Linked DNA regions of Mus musculus: all the other regions are linked to region 3. The links are chromatin contacts, called in public promoter capture Hi-C maps. All regions are on one chromosome and are shown on one strand. Each heading gives the region's core, a stretch centred on a gene start, on an enhancer-like site or on the middle of the called end of the contact. The rest is flanking DNA. Distances are from core to core; before and after follow the strand shown.

Region 1 (3,632 bases), core at 1,043-3,542, 1.8 Mb after region 3:
TTCAATTAAAAGAATGCACTACCACACCCAGCCTCCCCGTGTTTTACTGAGTTACATTAGTAACTGTATTCAGACAAATGATATAAGCAGGGCTTCATAAGTGAAGCAAATGGTCTTCTGATGAATAGTTGTGCCGATTTAAAAACTGGAAACTTAAAAGCCACTTAAGACTGTCAAGTAACTTTCCTAACAGCCTAGCTTCCCTGTGAAGAGGCGTTTCCAAAGAGTAAGCTTTATTTTCTCCTCTCAGGCTGTGCTTCACACACTGACTGAGCTTGGGCTTAGATCATGTTACAAGAGACAACGTGTCAAGGGGAACACAGTTATCTTTTTGCTTATCTTCTAGAGGAGGCATGCCGAGACACCAAACACAGTGGGCTCTAAGCCTCCCCACTTTGGGGGTGAAATCTTACCAGGAACAGTCAGTAATGAAATAAAAGCAGTCAAATGGGTAGAGTTCACTGGAGAGCCCCACCTCCCTTCTCCAGAAGGGTGACAGCTGTTGGAAGGTGGAGGGCACTCTAACAGCCTTCCAGGAACCGGGCACCATCAGCTCTGAAAGCTGTGTGTGGGATGTTTTTGCGGAGGTCACACATTTGCATACACATACATCACTACCATAGAGCAACACTAACCCACCAAAACCAGACTCCATGTCCCCATTGATCTGGAGCTAGAGATCTCAATGAACACACAGGAGGCTCACTTTGGCCTTGGTTCTCTCTTCTTGGGCTCCTCTATCCCACATCCCCCTTACAACGGCATCTGCAGAGAGCCCACTGCACATCTTCTTGAAGACACTGACCTCTCCTCAGCAAACTTTCCTACCTCACTTCCTCTGAGTAAGGTGTGTTTAGCCCACAGCACACATGCATCCCAGGGTATTGATGAATGCAGCCTAGCTCATTTGTAGGTGACAATTCCATGCCTTACTATCAAAAGGCTGGACATCCCTGCTAGGGTAAGCTATTTTCTCCCTAACTGACTCCTCTCCCTCTATAAAGTCTGCTGCATCTTATACCTTCTCCAAGGCCAAGCTTCCGAAGGTAACTGGAACGCCTCTTCATCTGCATGCTAGACAGTTTCAGCAACTGGGGATTTTTCTTCAAGGCATTAAATACAGGCTCTGGGTTCAACCCCAAGAGTAGGAGTTCTGAAACTATACCCAGCAACTGTTGAGGATGGACACTTGGCTGTATACTAAACAAGCTGTGAATGTGGGCTTCAGCAAAACCCATGTCCTGGAGGGAACGGATGACCTTTTCAGGCTCCAAGGACTCAGGATCCACACAAGGCTTCTGTTCCTCATGAAGACACTGAACAAGTCGTGTCCTGTTTTCTGGTTCCTGCATGTACTTTTGGGGTGTAATGCTGGAAAACTCTTGAAAGCTTCCTCTACCGGGCACTGTAGTCAGTTTGCAAGACAAAGAAGGGCTCATCTGTTTCTGTTCTCTGAGATGAGGGGTCTGCCTAACCAAACAGGCCCAGGAGAGGGCCAGTAGACGATGCCACTCAGGAACCTGTAAGGCAGAGCAAAAACAGAATCAGTCCCACCTCAGAATAATGACCACCACAAGATTACTGAGCCAGTAACCTTGAACCTCAGCTTGACCCTTGGCCCACAAAAGCTAACAGTTTTTGTAAACAATCTGTAAAATCTTCTCTGGGTCTAAAAAGTCTCCAAAGAATAAAAGTAGCATGCAAACGACCGCACTTACTGAAGATATTGAAGCATAAGCAATATCTACATACTGAAGATACAGGGCACGAGCAATAGTATTTGGTTGAAAATTCTGAACCTCAGACTAGCCACCAGACAGGTACACTACCTAATTTCATTCCAACAAAGGATAGTTTTGTTTTGTTTTTCAAGGATCCCTTCCATTAAAAGAAGAATATTTGGGGGAAGGAATCTGTCGATTTGTACACAGTAGCCCCAGGTGTTGGGACTAGCACATAACAAATTAAGCACAGAGCATCCGGTGCCCGCCAGAATGGTCTCAAACACCCCGCTCTTGCCGCTGGTGGTGGTCCAGGCCTCCCTAGCCATTAGGCAGCACACAGCCGAAACTCCGGAGAAGCCAGAAGCTATTCTGAGGGCCACACTGTCTGTGCACACGCCACCCGGGAGCGCTACTGCCACAAGGTGCCCAGACCGGAACACCAAGAACCAGCGTCAGCGCCTCCTGAACGTCCCGCCAACAGCCGCTGTGAGCCCGGGACCTAGGGCAACCTCACCTGCCTTCCCAGCGAAGCCATGGAGACCAAGCGAAGAACAACTGTGAGACCGGAAGAGGCGGTCCTTCCTGGCTCACAACGTCCGGCCTCCGATCTGTGTCCGCCGAACTCCCGGGGTGTGGCGTTCTTTCGTTCCGCAGCCAAGCCCTTGATCCCAGATGCTCGTGCCCAGCACCTGCAGCTTGCAGGTGCAGCTCCCTTTAGTTGGGCATACTCGGTTGCATGGTCTCTGCCAGGAACAAGCAACACTACCTGGGTTTTAAAACTGCTCTTCAGAGTACAGGTGAAACCAAACTACCCCGAAGCGCACACCGTCGTTTTCTGTTGTGAAACTACTTTTACTGGGGCCGGGGGAGGAGGGGAGAATATGACAAAAAACAATCACCTGTGTTAAAGATAGTACAAGGCCAAATAAGATAACGCTGTGATTGTGGAATTAGGATCCTGCAGACCAAAACCAAATTATCATGGATTATTCTTAGCCTTTTTGAAATCCATTCATCGTCCACCTGTCTAACTTAACAGCTTTGTGACAATGAATACCTTTAAAATATATTCCTAGACCAACAATGGTTTTCACCAATCCAAAAGCCAATAGCATCACTAAATAATATCTAAAACTGAGTTAAGTGTTTTCCTAGTTTTGCCTTATCCTTCCTATCTGTGGTCCCCACCAATGTGTCTGGTAAATGCCTTGATTTATGGCTTTATTCTCTAGCTAGTAATATCTCACCTAACTTCATCCATGGTGGAGAATCTTTTGGAAAAACCAAATTTGTGTTCCTGGGCTCATCTTTGAGGTAAGTAGGTTTGTTTGTTTGTTTGTTTGTTTGTTTTTTAACTTTATCTGCATTTATTTTATGCTGAATTTATTCACGTGCCATGAGTTTTTGTTTCTTGTTTCTTCTGGGATATCCTTTTCTTCTGTGCAACCTCCTCTTCTGGCTTTAGAATGATCTGTTCCCTCTCAGTGAGGATCATCTCAATGTGGCAGGGGGAGCTCATGTATGGGTTAATCCGGCCATGAGCTCTGTAGGTTCGTCGGCGCATCTTAGGTGCCTTGTTCACCTGGATGTGTTCAATGACAAGAGAATCTAAATCTAAGCCCTTAAGTTCAGCGTTACTCTCTGCATTTTTAAGCATGTGCAGCAAAAATTCAGCACTCTTTTTTGACCACCGACCAGCCGCATTGTTTGGCCTGGGCGCACCTACTGACTCCACCATTATAACACCGGAATGGCACACATTGCTTCTTTAAAGTGATGTCCTTCAGATACTTGGTGGCTTTGCAGATATGCATACCCTTGATGGCCTGGGCAGATTCCCGGGTGTTCTTAAAGTGAACACGAAGGTTTGAACCTCTTGATTTGCATGATTTTGGGGGGTTTTTCTGG
Region 2 (3,464 bases), core at 609-3,108, 1.9 Mb after region 3:
AGAGAGGAAAAAAATAAGGATCTGCTTGTGTGTGTCCCTGTCTATTCTGACCTGTCTGCCTCTTTCGGGTATTCTCAAGATGAAGTAAGTGTCTAAGCAGTGCAGGCCTCTAACCAACGCTACCAACAAAGCTTGGGTGCCATTGGAAATTACTTAACTGGTTTTCAAAAATACTATTTCTGAGACTGGAAAAGATATGCTCCATTATCTCTAAGTTTAAAGATGTCATAATAGGTTAAGAGTTGTTTTGAATCCATAAGTAGTAATTCACTTAAAAACAAAACAAAAGCCCAAAGCCCCTTTTAGAGCTACATTAAATGACTGCTTTTAAGTATCCCCATAGCTAACATAATTAACAAATTTAGCCTATGGGTACTTTAAATCTTCAAAACGTAAGCTTAAGCAATAGGTTTCACCCAGTGTTTTCCTATTCACACCCGATTCCATAATAGAAATTTAGCTTGTAGCTACTACTAGCTTCAAACAAAATTTTGTGACTGGTTTAACTGGGCTTCAGAAAGTTACTAAGAAAGTGGCTCTTTAAATGGACACCAACAAATATGTGAAGTCATTGTTTGAGAGCTTAAGGTGACTAGCAAAACCCAAAGCTGAAGGGCGAGCCAAGTTGTAAGTGAAGATTATAACCCTCCAATTTTCCCCATGCTTTATCCTTGTCTGTAAAGATAATAAAACCCAAGACAGTCTCCTTTGGTTCAGTTATATCGTATGCAAACACATGCCCAGTCGACCCTCCAATCTTCTAATTCAGACAGGATATGCAGTGTAGCCTCGAGCACTGGGATACTTTACTCAAAGTAATAACGCACAAAAAAACCACTCCCTCACAACAAGGCATGTGTCAGAACAGTTCGGAATACCGACACTGTGCATATCACCCACTAGGGTTGCGCGATTGCTGTTTCTTCTCTGGGGAGGTACTCTAGGGTGTTTTCCTATAGAAAGGCCTTGGTGAAAGGCCTAAGGTAGGAGTTTACGATCGCTGACCAGCCAGGGGACCTCCTGCGATTGAAGGGAAGGACAACCCGAGCCAGGCCGCAGCCCAGTACTGCACCTTCCCAGCCAGCTTCAAGCCGGTCGCAGAGAGCAGGGCATGCCGCAGATCTCTCCGCCCGCCCCAGTCTGAAAGAGGGTAGGGGGCCGTGCCGGCTCCGCCCTCCCCCGCGGGGCATGGGCTCACGACCACACAGGAAGGCCACGTCCCCAGGGACAGGCACCACTCTATGGTGTGCATGGGGGGGGGGAGACCCACGTGACCAGCACGTAGCCAATCCCGGGACGACAGCCCGCCATAGAGACGGCCGCAGAGGCGGCTAGAGATGCCCGCCGGCAAGTCACAAGCGCCCGCCTATCCCGGCTCGGTGTTCCTAGCTCGGTGCTGCCGCCATCTTCCAGGAGGAAAGGATAGAGGCAAAGGGCTCCCTCCCCTTCACTGCTCCGCACTCACGCTGCCACCTGCCCGCCCCCGGTCGTCTCTCGCTCTCAATGGACACCTTATTCCTCCTTAGTAAATATCCTTCCCACAACTCTAGTTTCCCATAAAGCGGAGAATCTCGTTACCTGCTCCTCTTTTATTAGCGTGAGGAATCCAAGCTCATAAGGTAGGAACTGTGGCGAAACAGGAACAAGACGCCATCTTGGTAAAGGAGAAGAGGCTACGCTTGACCTCCCCCCGCCCCCAGCCTCTATATGGCCAACCGCCGTGGGAGGGGCACAGCGCCTGCGCAGAGGCGGACGGCAGGATCGCGTCCACGCTTGCGCTCTGCATGCAACCGCGGAGGAGGGGACTACTCGGGGCCCAGGAAGGAGTTGGCAAGGGGCGGGACGGCGCGATGACGCCATCTGTTCGCGCGCGCTCTACTGGGCGGGGCAGGTCCGTGCTCTCGCCTGACGAGCGTTCTCCGGCGTGTGAGCGGGTAAGTGTGTGGCAATGTGTACCCACTGTCGCGCGGGCTCGAGTTGAGCTGGCTGTCCTGAGAAAGGGCTAGAGTTCTGCCCTCGCCCGGGCCGCCTAGGCGGTGATAACGGGTACGGAAGTGAGCGCGTGGGGGAGGGGCGGCCGCACCCTTAGTCCGGGGCTCCAGCGATGGATGCCTGGCTGGCGTCGTCCCTTCGAGGACAACTGGACGGGCGGCCCCCATCTGGGTGATCCTGCTGGCCAGGTCCAGGGCATTGGGGCGGGCGTGGCTGGGCCCAGTGAAGTTATGGCGCACAGTCCAAATACTATGTGGTGGAGAGTCGGGCGTTAGGTTCACATCTACGAAGCACTTGCGGGGCCATCTTCCCACGTAACGGTGCCATTTCGTCCTAGGGATGAAAAGGACTAGTCACCCTGGGATGTTAATGAAGTTCCCCAATTTAAGGCAGTGACAGGAGCGTTATGGAGTGGTTTGTCTGCTGTGGCCTTCCCCGAGGTAGTGCGACGCTAGACAAAGGGCTGCAGCCCTGTAAGTGACACGGGAAAGGGAGCATGGAGTGGAGGCCTTTGACTGAGAAGCCATGAAGTCTAACTCTGAAGCGGACCGCAGGCCCAGACCACGCCTGGCCCTTTTGTATCTTCCGGCCTCATTTGTTAGTGGCGCCTTGCCTTGTCCTGTACTACGTTTCCAGACTTTCAACACATAGAACTTCTAGTTCAGACCGTTGTGGTCTCTATGGCTGGTTTTAACCCAGTTTACTCCTCGTGTCTGGAGCGCAGTTAATCTCGAACATTCTCTGTCTAATGTTTATCTGTTGTGTAGTTCCTGTTCGCTGCTTGTTATTAGTTAGGACTCTCACTGGATTCGATATCCTTTAGACGGTTTAAGTGTTTCTCTGGCGTCAAATATTGGGGTCCCTACTGTCTATCAAGGGATTTAAGTTTTAGGTTTTCAACCGGGCGTGGTGGCGCACGCCTTTAATCCCAGCACTTGGGAGGCAGAGGCAGATGGATTTCTGAGTTCGAGGCCAGACTGGTCTACAAAGTGAGTTCCAGGACAGCCAGGGCTATACAGAGAAACCCTGTCTAGAAAAAAAACTTAGGTTTTTTGTTTTTTTTTTTTTTTCCTTAGTAGTGAAAATTGTTTTAGTATCTTAGATACATTTTTAAAATCCGTCTTGTTAACATAAGGAAAAACAGGAGTTTTGAAGAGGTCATAAAGGCTGTTTCTTCATGATGCTTCTAATTTGAGACTCCTTATTTTCAATGGCTTTTCTGGTAGTTGCCATTCAGGAATTCTTTGCAATACCCAGCATTCAAACTGTCAGTGTGTGCTGCTATATCTAATTTTGGGGATGATTTTTTTAGTTTTAAAAGTTGTCCTGATCCTTTTTTATCATTTTTCCACCTAGTGTCCCCCCCCCCCCCCCCTTTACAGAGCACCAGAGGTCAGTAAAGAACAAGAGCTTCTCCTTCTGGGTTTGCTGGGTAGCCTAGGGAAAGGAGGTGGGGCCTCCCTCTATTATCA
Region 3 (3,723 bases), core at 581-3,080:
TTCACTTCCTATTCCTCCTGAGATAGAATAGAAAGGCAAATCATGGAGGTATGAGGAGGAAGAGGAGCCCTTTACCTTTACTGAGGAATTTGGTTGAAGCCTCTTGCCAACAGAGAAGCAGGAATTCCAGCACAATTAACTGCTTAAAGCTTTCCTCCCTCCGCACTTATGCACCTGCAATTTTCCAGGACTCTCACTAGAAACTTTTACAGGAAATGGACATGCACAAAACTCATGCAATCAGTGGCTCCTGGCTTTATCAGATTATAATTCCATCCAAGGTATGTCTGAAGCCACCCCATAATCTCATAGACACACACACAAACACGAGAGAGAGAGAGAGAGAGAGAGAGAGAGAGAGAGAGAGAGAGAGAGAGAGAGAGTGTTAGTTTCTGAGTACTCTTGAGATCTAAGTTGAGAGCCATCAAAATGGTGTATATAGTAGCTAGTGCTAAGGATTGTGACTCCCTTGAGGAGCTATACTTGGGTGTGTCTTCCATAGTACCTCTCTTCTAAGTCTTTAGGTTAAAGTCTAATGTTAAAGTATTTTAAATAAAACCTCAACATTGCTTCCATTAGTCTTAACAAATTTTTTTTTTCCCGAGCCAAAGCAGTAAGTCCAGTTTTGCTTGAGTTTTGGTCTCAACGAAGTTCTCAGGCTAGGGTGACAGCCTGGAGTTTTATCTCTGTCCCCTCACCCGTGACACTCCCTTTTCTGGAAGCAAACTGACACCTACTATTCCACTCTGTTTCCGAAGCTGATTCCTTTAGTGACCTATGTGTGGAAGAGTGCATTATTTGTTCGTTATTGCTGGCTTATTTCACTGAGCAGAGATCCTCCAGGGTTGGCCATGTTGTAACCTGGGGCAGAGGCTTTTTAAAGGATATATGGATGGCCACGACACCACATTTTGATGCGCATTTGGGTGGTTTTACCCTTGAGGTATCCCAGCCAGGGATGTGCAGCCGTGGAGCAGAGCCATAAGGCTGAGCCACCTCTGGCTCTTTGCCTTGCAGCGTCATTGGTGTCACCTGTCCCTCGTGCCAACGGTGTTATCAAGACCAAACACCACTGCAGGAATCTCCCCGCTCCCCTCAAAACCCTCAGAGCCCGTGGCTCTGTTCCAGGATGCCTCACACAGCTCCACAGACCTGTGCAACTGAGCCAGTCTGGGCACGAGGATTTGTTGGGCACCTATAGTCGCTAGCTCCCAGCTGGTGTGCCATGACCACACAAAGATGCAGACAAGTCACAGCCGCGGTGTTGGAGACTGTGGCCTTGCCTCCATCTCACAGGACAGCGGGGCGCTTCTGTCTCCTTAAGGCGCGGTCTCCCCCCGGTCCACTGGGGTCCTCCCCCTGCAAGGTACCTTCCCTAAGTTGTGTAGAGGAGAATGAAAGGACCCGACAGCGTCCATGCTTAAGAACTGTTCGTAACGCAACGCACACAGTGTGACCGATGTAAAATCGGGAGTGCTTGAGGGAAAGCCACTCTGTCAACACGCCTTGACCAAGTTACAGACACTATTGGCTCCATGGAGACATTCTGGGCTGCCTTCGTCTAACACAACTTTGCAAGTCACCGACTCGGAAGGCACCGTTTGGAGTCTCGTAGAAAGGACAGCAGCGCAGCCCCACGTCACTCAACACCCTTCAGCCGCTGCGATAGCGGACCACAGTCCACTGGGCCGTAACGGTCCCGCCCACGTCCCGCCCTCCAGTGGGCGGGAACAGAATCGACCAACCAGGAGTTCCTGAGGCATGCAAATAAGCCTCCGCCCCCAGAGGAAAGGCGTTTCCCCAGAAGCTGCTGCTGTTGCCTCGGGAGACGCAGTTTGGTCAACCCCGCTAATCAGCAATCAAGTCCGTTAGCCAGGCCGGAAGTGGAGACCCCAGCACCCTCCGTCCGGAGCAGGAAGTACGAAAAGGAGGCTCATACTCCCCGGAAGCCGAGCCCTGGACACGCCCACCTGCCGGAAACGCCGGCGGTGCTTCTCTGACAGCGTTGCTCTCTGACAGGATTGCTGCGGAGGTGGACAGGCGGCGGGGTCAGGGCGGAGGCTGAGGACCAAGTAGGCATGGCGGAGGGCGGGACCGGCCCCGATGGACGGGCCGGCCCGGGACCCGCAGGTAACGTGCGCGGCTAGGGGTAGTAGGGAGCGGGGTTGCGTCTTGGGGTCAGAGTGTCCCTTGGGCGTCCGGGACTCGGGTCCTCGGTCCTCGCAGGCCAGATCCGAGGAATCGCGCCCGGGGTCAGTAAGTGTGGACGTTAGGCTCCGCGCGGCCCTAGGCGCGCGCCCCCGCTCCTGCCTGGCCTCTCGTGGACATCCCTCCCACGGAGGTTTCTTTCTGGTGGAGCTAGCCTTGTAACTGCCACCCTGTTAGCCCATCCCCGTCAGCGATGACCCTGGCTGGACCATGGGGTTCGGATCTTCTTCCAGGTATGAGCTCACTGGTCAGTAAGGGCCCTCAGAGGTCAGCCTTCGTGCGGACAGGTTCCCTTTCCCCATCCCGCCAGCCAGTCAGCGCAGTAGCTACTGGACAAACGTCCTCCGCCCCACCTCCACCCACCTTAACGACAGTGCTGTCCCCAGAGAGCTTGCTAGTGCCACAACTCTTACAGGGGCGCTTGACCCACCTGCAGAAAAAGGGTGACACTTGCCACCTGCCTTAAAGCTGCTCCACTTTGCAGTGCTGCTACAATGGAACTAACAATTCCCAGGAGAGTTTCCTGGTACGGCGTCCACCTTGGGGTCTTTCTGAACCTGCTGGTAGGTGTTTGGTAGGTGTGCTTCTGCACCCATCTCTGATTTTAGAGTTCACTGAGCTCTCTTCTGTATGCAGAAAATCTGAGAAAGCCACAATGTTGGTACAGTCTCTTGTCATTCCTCCCTCCATCAATTCAACAAACTTTGTGGATGATGTCCTATTGGCCTGACTCACCTGGGGCTATCGGGGTGACATGAAAAAGCAAGGCAAGGCCTCTACCACCAAGAGCTTTGGTTGTCATTGAATTTGATCTCAGGGACAGACAAGATCTTTGAGTGGATTGACCTGTCATGCAGGAATGAGAAATGGGAGAGAGGTGGTTGGTCAAAGGGTAGCTATTTCTTAAGGTACAGAATAGTCCTGTGGAAGAAAAAGTGGTTTTGCACCCCACCCCGACCCCAGTGTTGTTTTAGTGTCTGTTCTGTTTGTGTGTTTCCAGCTTGGGTAGAGGCACAGGTCTTCAGTGGGTAGTTGGATTAGATGATCAGAGAAGTCCGAAATTGAAATGGCTTTCGGCTCTAGAACTGGAGGAGATTCTGAAGGTCTGTTGGCCTGGGCTGGGAGTGTAGAGGAGAGGTGAGCTAAGGGGGTCCAGAGACTTTCCGAAGTCCTCTGGTGCCAGCCATTTTCCTAACAGTTACCCGGTACATCTGAATCCTCCCCAACTCTGGCTTTAAATTTTTATACTGTGCTGTAGTTACAGTGATGAAAGGAGGACCTGGAAGCGCCTTACAGATCCATTTCCAGGCTAGATAGATGCCTGCCTGTTGGTCTGCTGTGCACCAGAGTGAACCGAATAGGTTTTTGTGAACCTTGTGCTGCCTTGGTCTCAGCCCAGTCAATGGACTTTCAGGCCGCAGAGGGCAAGGATACTTAGTCGTCACCACCGTGTACCTATAGGAGAATCTGTAGGGGCTCAACGGATATTGTATTCAAATATGGAAACACATCAGC

What was found. Promoter capture Hi-C pulls out the DNA fragments that hold promoters and counts their contacts.
Region 1: a contact with region 3 is called in a promoter capture Hi-C map of pre-B cells, with 6 times the contacts expected there. The contact joins the promoter of Mterf4 here to the promoter of Asb1 in region 3. A contact is called at or near these places in 3 of 39 promoter capture datasets (embryonic stem cells, liver and pre-B cells) and 1 of 115 datasets of contacts at active chromatin or transcription factors (pancreatic cancer cells).
Region 2: a promoter capture Hi-C map of pre-B cells shows a contact between it and region 3, with 5 times the contacts expected there. The contact joins the promoter of Septin2 here to the promoter of Asb1 in region 3.

Annotation. Positions count from the first base shown.
Region 1 is chr1:93,303,587-93,307,218 of GRCm38.p6, forward strand. Mterf4 (mitochondrial transcription termination factor 4) reads right to left here and starts at 2,293. Exons shown (of 4, transcript NM_178051.4): 1 at 2,239-2,293; 2 at 1,022-1,520. The coding sequence starts at 2,259. It overlaps Gm28535 (predicted gene 28535), which reads left to right and starts at 2,378. Exons shown (of 3, transcript NR_151531.1): 1 at 2,378-2,521; 2 at 2,957-3,038. It also overlaps the pseudogene Gm7867.
Region 2 is chr1:93,477,135-93,480,598 of GRCm38.p6, forward strand. It overlaps Septin2 (septin 2), which reads left to right and starts at 1,859. Exons shown (of 13, transcript NM_010891.2): 1 at 1,859-1,934. It also overlaps a transcript of Hdlbp not described here.
Region 3 is chr1:91,538,735-91,542,457 of GRCm38.p6, forward strand. It overlaps Asb1 (ankyrin repeat and SOCS box-containing 1), which reads left to right and starts at 1,831. Exons shown (of 5, transcript NM_001039126.2): 1 at 1,831-2,130. The coding sequence starts at 2,079.